Regions from separate parts of the Mus musculus genome. Here region 2 is linked to region 1. A link is a contact called in public Hi-C data. All regions are on one chromosome and are shown on one strand. Each heading gives the region's core, a stretch centred on a gene start, on an enhancer-like site or on the middle of the called end of the contact. The rest is flanking DNA. Distances are from core to core; before and after follow the strand shown.

Region 1 (3,665 bases), core at 467-2,966:
GTCCAACAGATTTGCATATTTGGCTTCCATGGCTATAACATCTTGAAAGATTGGTCATATACAGTAGCATGCAAATTTGTTGATTTTGAGCTTAGTTCTAAATGATACAAGGGAGAAATCACTGGGCTTATAAGTATTCCAGAAAGCTGCCTATACTAACCTGTCACAACTCACCTCTGTTCTTCTCGTTTATGGTATAGTTAATTGTAACTGTACTTGAGACTCTGAAAGAAAAGAGACTTTCTCAAAAGATAAGGCGAAGAGTGAGCTAGGAAGAGACCTCATGTCAACCTCTGTTCCCTACATGCACACAGACATAGATGAAGATGCATGGGCAAGCACAAGTGTGTGTGCACGCGTATGTGCTAGTGCATGGGTGTGAGCACCTGCAACACCCACCCACCCACACACATACACATACACATGTAGTGGGAGGGGGTATTGAATCAGAAAGAGATAGTGAACATTTTTCTTACATAGTCTTAACTTTATTTGACCATTCTCCTTGTATACTCTTAACTTCATTTTAATTTAAAAGGGAGTAGTCAGGGTAGGCAATGGAATGAAGATCTGTTTAGTATTAAAACTTTACAAAGTTCTCACCACCTTGAAGGAAGATGTGGAGAAAAGAGCTTAGTTCAAGAATGAGACATTTATGTGGGAAGGTTTAGAAAGGAGCAACAAAGATTCTGTTAGAGAGGGAACATGGTCCTGCTTTGACGGGCTGGAACGACACTTGTCATCGGTGGGGTAGTAGCTGCTGAACTGGGTTCCTGCCTGGCAAGCAGTGAAGTGGTGCTGATTAGGAAGGCTACACCTAAGGGGGGTGGGAAGATTCTGCTGTAAACCACAGGACTGAGTTAGTGCTTGATCCTGGGCTGTTCTTCATTGGTGTGTGCCATGGGCTCCTGGGAAGAGGACACAGAGACTGATGGAGGCCACCTCTAACAAGTAACAGCCCTGCCTTCATATGGAGAGGAGGGTATGTGGGGAAATGTCATGAGTGATTAATGATTCCTAGAACTATTGCAAGAGCAACTGAGGTAGAGAAAGTGGTAGCTTGAGAGGACAATTATATGATGCAATCAGCTGAGCATGAGAAAAGAAGTCTAGACTGTAACACTGAGGACTATGGACGAGGAAAGGGTGGACCACTGGGCTGTTGTGGGGCATCTTTAATCCTAGCTTTCTGGAGGCAGAGGCAGGCAGTTCTCTGTGCATTCAAAACCAGCCTGGTCTATGGAGCAAGCTATAGTTCAGCTAAGGCTACACAAAGAAAGTCTATCTCATAAAAAACAAAAAGGAAGGAAGGAAGGAAGGGAGGGAGAGAGGGAGGGAGGGAGGGAGGAAGGAAGGAAGGAAGGAAGGAAGGAAGGAAGGAAGGAAGGAAGGAAGGAAGGAAGGAAGGAAGGAAGGAAAGAAAGAAAAGGGTAACCACTGTGGGGGAGTATGAGGAATTTGTAGCATGTCCAGAGTTAGTCTGTAGGAATTCATACTTCCAAAGTTGGGTTTCGATGAAACTGTCTGTGAGGGAATCTACAGTCAAAGCATGGAAGGTAATAACAAAGGCCGGGAGATAGGGCAAGAGTGAACTGCATGTCAGGAAGTGGGCTTTCTGCAAGTTAAGCCCAAGAGGCGAGATGTTGGCTAACAGTGAGGAAGTAACTTGATGAATGCACTTAATGAGGTGTCCTGAGCTCTCTGGCCCCATGCTGATATGAGTAAAAGCCCAGATCCTTACTTAACTAGACCAAGTGTCCCATTGGCATGAGCCCCTACAGAGCTACAGTTGAAAGCTGAGCCGTGATGATGGATGGATTTTATTTTTCTTCCCTTTGTGCTTGAGGTCCAGTTGGGAAGCCACGAGTCTTCTAAGACTGCAAGCTGTTGTTGCTATGGTAGCCTACCACTGCCGAGAGAGATCTGGGAAGGTTAACCTGTTAGATGTGGCCTAAACAAGGCCACAGTGACAACTGTCTGACTTGAGTACTTCAGCTTAGTGGGTCTTCTTTATGGCTCAGTTGTTACATCAATCATATTATCTACAAAATGTGGCTGGGAGGCAGAGTCACTTTTAAACGATGTGGATATTTAGTCCCCAATTAGGGTTAGAGTTGCCCAGTTCAGATCAAATGTGGAGCCCTGAGCCGAGGTCCTGTTTTCAAGATTTGACTTTGAACACCAAGTAAATGGATGAGAGCATGAGTGTAGATAAATAGCATGGCCGCGAAAAATAAGAAGTTGACATTGTAGCAGCACAATATTTTAAAGCCACATATGTAGGTGTGTGTCTGATCTTGCGATAGTTTTGCCTTGCTGAGAGTATAATTAATTAAATAAAAACTAACACTACATGGGAAAAGAAAAGTAATTCCTGCTTTGTTTCTGCGCCTCTCTCTCTCTCTCTCTCTCTCTCTCTCTCTCTCTCTCTCTCTCTCTCTCTCTCTCTCTCAAAAACAACTACCCAGGAAATACCTTCACTGGATCAAGAGAAAACCAGACTTGAACCTGGGCAACCCCAGCTCTCCCCAGGGGTTTCAACTATTCATCTGCACCCACAGTTTCCAGGTAACCTGTGCTGAAATGTGCTGTTTATAGGGGTATTCTGAAGAAATTCATAATGGTGTGTGTGTGTGTGTGTGTGTGTCTGTGTCTGTGTGTCTGTGTCTGTGTGTGTGTGTCTGTGTGTGTGTGTCTTTGTGTTTAACAAATCATTGGGCTGTATCTTTAAATTTGTCATGAAATTTATCTCAGTACATTGAAGTACATTCCTATACTAGAAATATCGTTGCTTTGAGAAGAGTAGTATATGTGGAAAAAGATCAGTTCTATATAGTATACTATGCTTTTGTGTTGTATACAGTGTGCAAATAGTGGAACTTCTTATTTATCAAGTGGTCATGTTTTGAACTCAGACTTAGTACCGTTCGCTTTCAGGATGATTGTCAGTTCCTGAAGAGGGCTAGTGTTATTTTTTAGATGAAGTCATACTTGCATTTTGCACAAGGATGCCAGTGTGCATGCCGAGATTTAATTTTCCTTTCCCTCTTCCTCGTGCAGTAGTGGTTGAAAAGACATCCCCTCCTGTGCCTGTGGAAGTAGCTCCTGAAGCTTCCACATCCAGTGCCAGCCAAGTGATTGCTCCTACGCAAGTAACAGGTCAGTGGAGTGTTTGCTGCATTGTGCAGCCTGTGAGAACATGGGTACAGACTGCACTTAAAGTGGAGTAGCAAATGCGTGAGGTTGATCATCACAAGATTAGCCACAAGAACAGATGTGCTGGAGGTGAGCGTACACAAGGAAATCCTAGTACACATGCAATGGCTGATTACAGAACGATTGACGTTTTTAAAGAATATTTAATATTTTAAAGAAGCACTTCTGGGGTATCACTAATTAGGAACTATGGGACACAATGTCATGATTGCAATTTTACTTTTCAATGTCTACAAATGTGGAAGAGGAGACGGAAAGAAATGCATCCCTGTTTGCCAATGACGAGCTAATAGGTTATAGGCGATCTTTATACTCTTAGATATGATTTTGTATCTTTGAAAAATGTTTATAATATACGTATTTTAACCCTTATTTTTAAAATTCTAGAAATGCATTCCTTTTGAAACAAATGAGAAAATATAAAGTGGTCGTATTCTTTATAGTAGAGA
Region 2 (3,665 bases), core at 362-2,861, 260 kb after region 1:
TGAGCACAGCCTGAATCTATTTTTCTACCTAGGTAAACTCAAAGATACTTTTACAAGGCCTGAGGACATGGTGCATGCCTGTAATTTCAGCACTTGAGAATTGGATGGAGGAGGGTCAGTATAAGGTCACTCTGGGTTAAAAAACTAAAAGGACATCAGCTGAGTTTAGGAAGAACCCATACAACAGAAATAAAGATGGGAAACGCTTGGGGGAAAAGGTGATTTGGCCAGTGGCAATCAGTTCCGAGCATGTAGAAGTGGTTCGAGTCCTGATAGGCAGACTCAGTCTGTGTCTGGTGCAGCCGGACATCAGCCAGACTGGTTCTACACATTAAAGGTACAGGACCCACCCATGGCAGGGCTCAAGAGTTCTCAGCACAGACTCCCGGTTCCAGCTCCTGATCTTGGGTGGAACAATGTATAGGCCTACCCGGCTTGTTCCACAGATGGCTTAGTGGTTCATGTGAAAAATCTTGATTCTCAAAGAAATCCCCATATGCCTTACCCCAGGTAAATCACTACTGACCACAAGGTTAAGAGAGTCTACAAGATCAGCTGCGGTATGGTTGGTGGCATTTGCCTGTAGAGCCACGTGTTTGGGAGGCTGGGGTGAGCCCAAGAGTTTGAGGCCAGTTTTGACATATTGTGATTCCAAACACAAAGAAAACAAGTGAAAACAGAATATGCCATCATTTAAGGGAACATTCTCTGCAAAACCCAACAATGCTAATGTGGTAATGTTGGTGGCTAGGATATCTTATCTAGAGAATTTATGGTCAAGGGGAGAAACTAAATTCTTCTATGGCTTCTCAATGTGGAGAACAATGTCTAGTTTAAATCATAAACAAGGATGAAAAACTTAAGGTCACTGTGGAGAAATCTACCATTTGTTCTCAAAAGATCATGCCTGAGAAAACAACCTTGTAATAATAAATCAAAATTCTACCTGTCAAGAGTAAGTCTAGTGGGAGGAAGACTCTGGAGTCCTGGATTACGGAAACAAAGCAAGTATCTACCTGAGGTAAGAGGAACCACCTACAGTAAACCTATGTATTCACTGCTGTTTAAGAGAAAGCCTACACTCTAATTCATTTTAATAAAGCATTTTGAACATCTTGCAATCACAAAAGGTAGCTGAAATTTGCTAAAATGAATAAAAGGATCATATTGGTCTTTCAAGGATAGTTTTAGTTATCATAAAACCCCTATTTCAATAGTAAAGTATTTTAAAGATAAGACCCCTTGGGGGCCTGTGAGATGGCTCAGAGTAAGGTATCTATCTGCTCAGGCCTGATTACTGACGGATGCAAATTTGACCTCCCAGCTCCCTCTGTTGGAGGGAGTAACCAACACCCGAAAGTTGCCCTGTGACCTTAAGATACATACATGCTCCACTCACTCACACACACACACACACACACACACACACACACACACACACATCACACCATAATAAACCTTAAAGATGGTCCACTTAGCAGAAGATACCATTTCTCTAATAAGTACTTTGTAGTTTCCAGGTCACTTTCTTCTAAGAAAACCACGTCTGCTTTTAGGGAGAACGGGAAACAAACCCTCTGAGGTTAGGGAGGGGCATTACTGCATCTTGCCTAACATGTGTAGCAACAGCTACACCCAGTGGACAGAGTCAGAGGAAGGCTTTCTAGCCGTACTGTTATAAATAAGGTAAATGTGGAAATAGCTTTTCCCCCTCCCAGTTTGTTTCAGTTTCCAGAAAAAGGGCTACCTTCTACTTAAGGAAATACCATTCAGGAACAAAAGCCTTACTCCATAAACCTGACACAAACGCACAATCTGGTATGAAAATAGCTAAAAGAAAACTCCCAGAGCAAGGAGAGAATGTGCAGGTACTTTATTGCTCACCTCTCACACCAAACACACCTCCAGCCACTTTCTTTCACAGCTTGACAGTGTTTACATGTACAAAAACCCGGCAGAAGCATTGAGTGATTTCAGGATAGACGTGGAGAGTGACTCAGCCAGGCTTCTGTCTTCTGCAGCAATAATGAAGGGCCTCCTGCACGGAGCAGGACTCCATCTCACTTCGTAGTGCACGTCCATCACAAGAAAGGTCCCTTGCCTAAAGCAAGCTAACTTGTATATGCTGAGCCAGTAGCATTAACTAGTGCATGGAACAGATGTCTGCTCGCCATTTCTTCTAGCGAATTTCAAGTAAAAACAAGGGTGAAGGAGGAACGTTTGTCTCGGATGGATGCAGGTCTGGTTTGAGTTGCTATACTTAACTAAGTGCCTACAGATACTACGGTTCTTGACTTAGTTTGCTTTTGTTGTTTTTATGGGTTTTGGCCGTGTTCATGGGTTTTGGAGGAGCATATGGTACAGTATTCCACCAACAGGATAAGGCTACTGAATGTGCTATCTGCAAAAGAGCTCATGTAATAGGAACCAACCCAACAGGTCTACCAAAAAGAAAGGTGACAAACATCTCTCTGAATAAAATGCCAATCAGGGCAGAGCTATGCTCGGAGAATAGACATCAGAAGGTAGCTTACGAAAAACATACATGGGTTGTTAATATGAGGAAGGTTTCCCAGCATTAAATATAAAAAAGTCCAGGCAAATCCTCATTTTCAAAACTTGCATATTGAAAATGTGAAAACTATTTTATTCAAGTAATTTCTTCAAAAAAGCATGTATGTTCCAACTGGATTAGTTTACCGGTCAACTAAAGGCAACTTAAATTGCCTTTAAAATTTGTTTTTCATAGAAAGAAGAGATATGTTTCTTAAATAAACAGTGTTATGTAAAACTGTTTAGTAATAAAAAGAGAGAAAGAATTGAATGAAGACCAGCAAATGGTTATCCTAAGCAGGAGTATGCCTGCTACCTGTGGTCTTACATTCATTCCAAATAGATGTTGGATTCAGGATTCTGAAACTAAGTTTCTATTACTTGAGCTCTAGCAAAATGTGAGTTTCTGTAGCCTCAACTAGTATAATGTCTTCCTTGTCCAAATCCAGAATGACTATACTGATAGCCTCCATGTTGGAAGTGCTGTTCAAACTGGCCCCCTTGATGATAAGTCTGGCTCCCTCTTCCTCCCCAGCCTCCTCCCTGGCTTCCACGTCCTCCCCGACCCCCTCGACCACCTCTTCCCCCACGACCACTGCCTCGTTCACCATGGTGCCCACCATCTTGGTATCTATTGTCTTGCTGGTATCCACCGCCCTGGTAGCCACTTCCTGTATATGAAGATGTCTGGAAACCACCATAGCCACCAGCTTGGTAGCCACCACTGTGGCCACCATGATAGCCACCAGGCTGGAAGCCCGAATCTCGATAAGCACCGTCCTGATAACCACCTCCACTTCCACTCCCTCCATCTGTCCAGCCTCCTTGATGTTTATTTCCTCTTCCTCCCCCTCGGCCACCGTGGTCATAGCTACCACGTCCACCTCTCCCTCCTTGTTCATGACCTCCTCGTCCTCCGTATGAGGAATGTTCATAACCACCTCTCCCTCCGCCTCGGCCTCCTGCTTGCTGCTGGGGGCCATCTTGTCTTTTCTGCCACGGTGGCATCTCTGGGGGTGGAGGTTCAATTTCATTAGGTCTGCCGCCTCTGTCAGGCACCCTGCCCATCAGCACCTATGCGATAAGAAAGATAACGTAAACTTCTCATTTTA

Evidence for each region. A called contact is a pair of places that touch in the nucleus more often than the background predicts.
Region 2: a Hi-C map of the HPC-7 cell line shows a contact between it and region 1, with 2.3 times the contacts expected there. The contact joins two enhancer-like sites. A contact is called at or near these places in 3 of 484 Hi-C or Micro-C datasets (3T3-L1-derived adipocytes, the HPC-7 cell line and the MC3T3-E1 cell line).

What each region holds. Positions count from the first base shown.
Region 1 is chr17:75,279,860-75,283,524 of GRCm38.p6, forward strand. Ltbp1 (latent transforming growth factor beta binding protein 1) reads left to right here. Exons shown (of 34, transcript NM_019919.4): 14 at 2,469-2,568; 15 at 3,061-3,159. Among named protein-coding and RNA genes, the nearest start is that of Rasgrp3, 150 kb to the right of the region's middle. Within about 2 kb of position 1,717, at least 3 of the 459 cell types and tissues checked have an H3K27ac peak or open chromatin away from gene starts, as enhancers often do. A contact at or near this core is called in the HPC-7 cell line, where this site is marked.
Region 2 is chr17:75,535,235-75,538,899 of GRCm38.p6, forward strand. Fam98a (family with sequence similarity 98, member A) reads right to left here. Exons shown (of 8, transcript NM_133747.2): 8 at 1,852-3,627. The coding sequence ends at 2,968. Among named protein-coding and RNA genes, the nearest start is that of Fam98a, 15 kb to the right of the region's middle. Within about 2 kb of position 1,612, at least 29 of the 459 cell types and tissues checked have an H3K27ac peak or open chromatin away from gene starts, as enhancers often do. A contact at or near this core is called in the HPC-7 cell line, where this site is marked.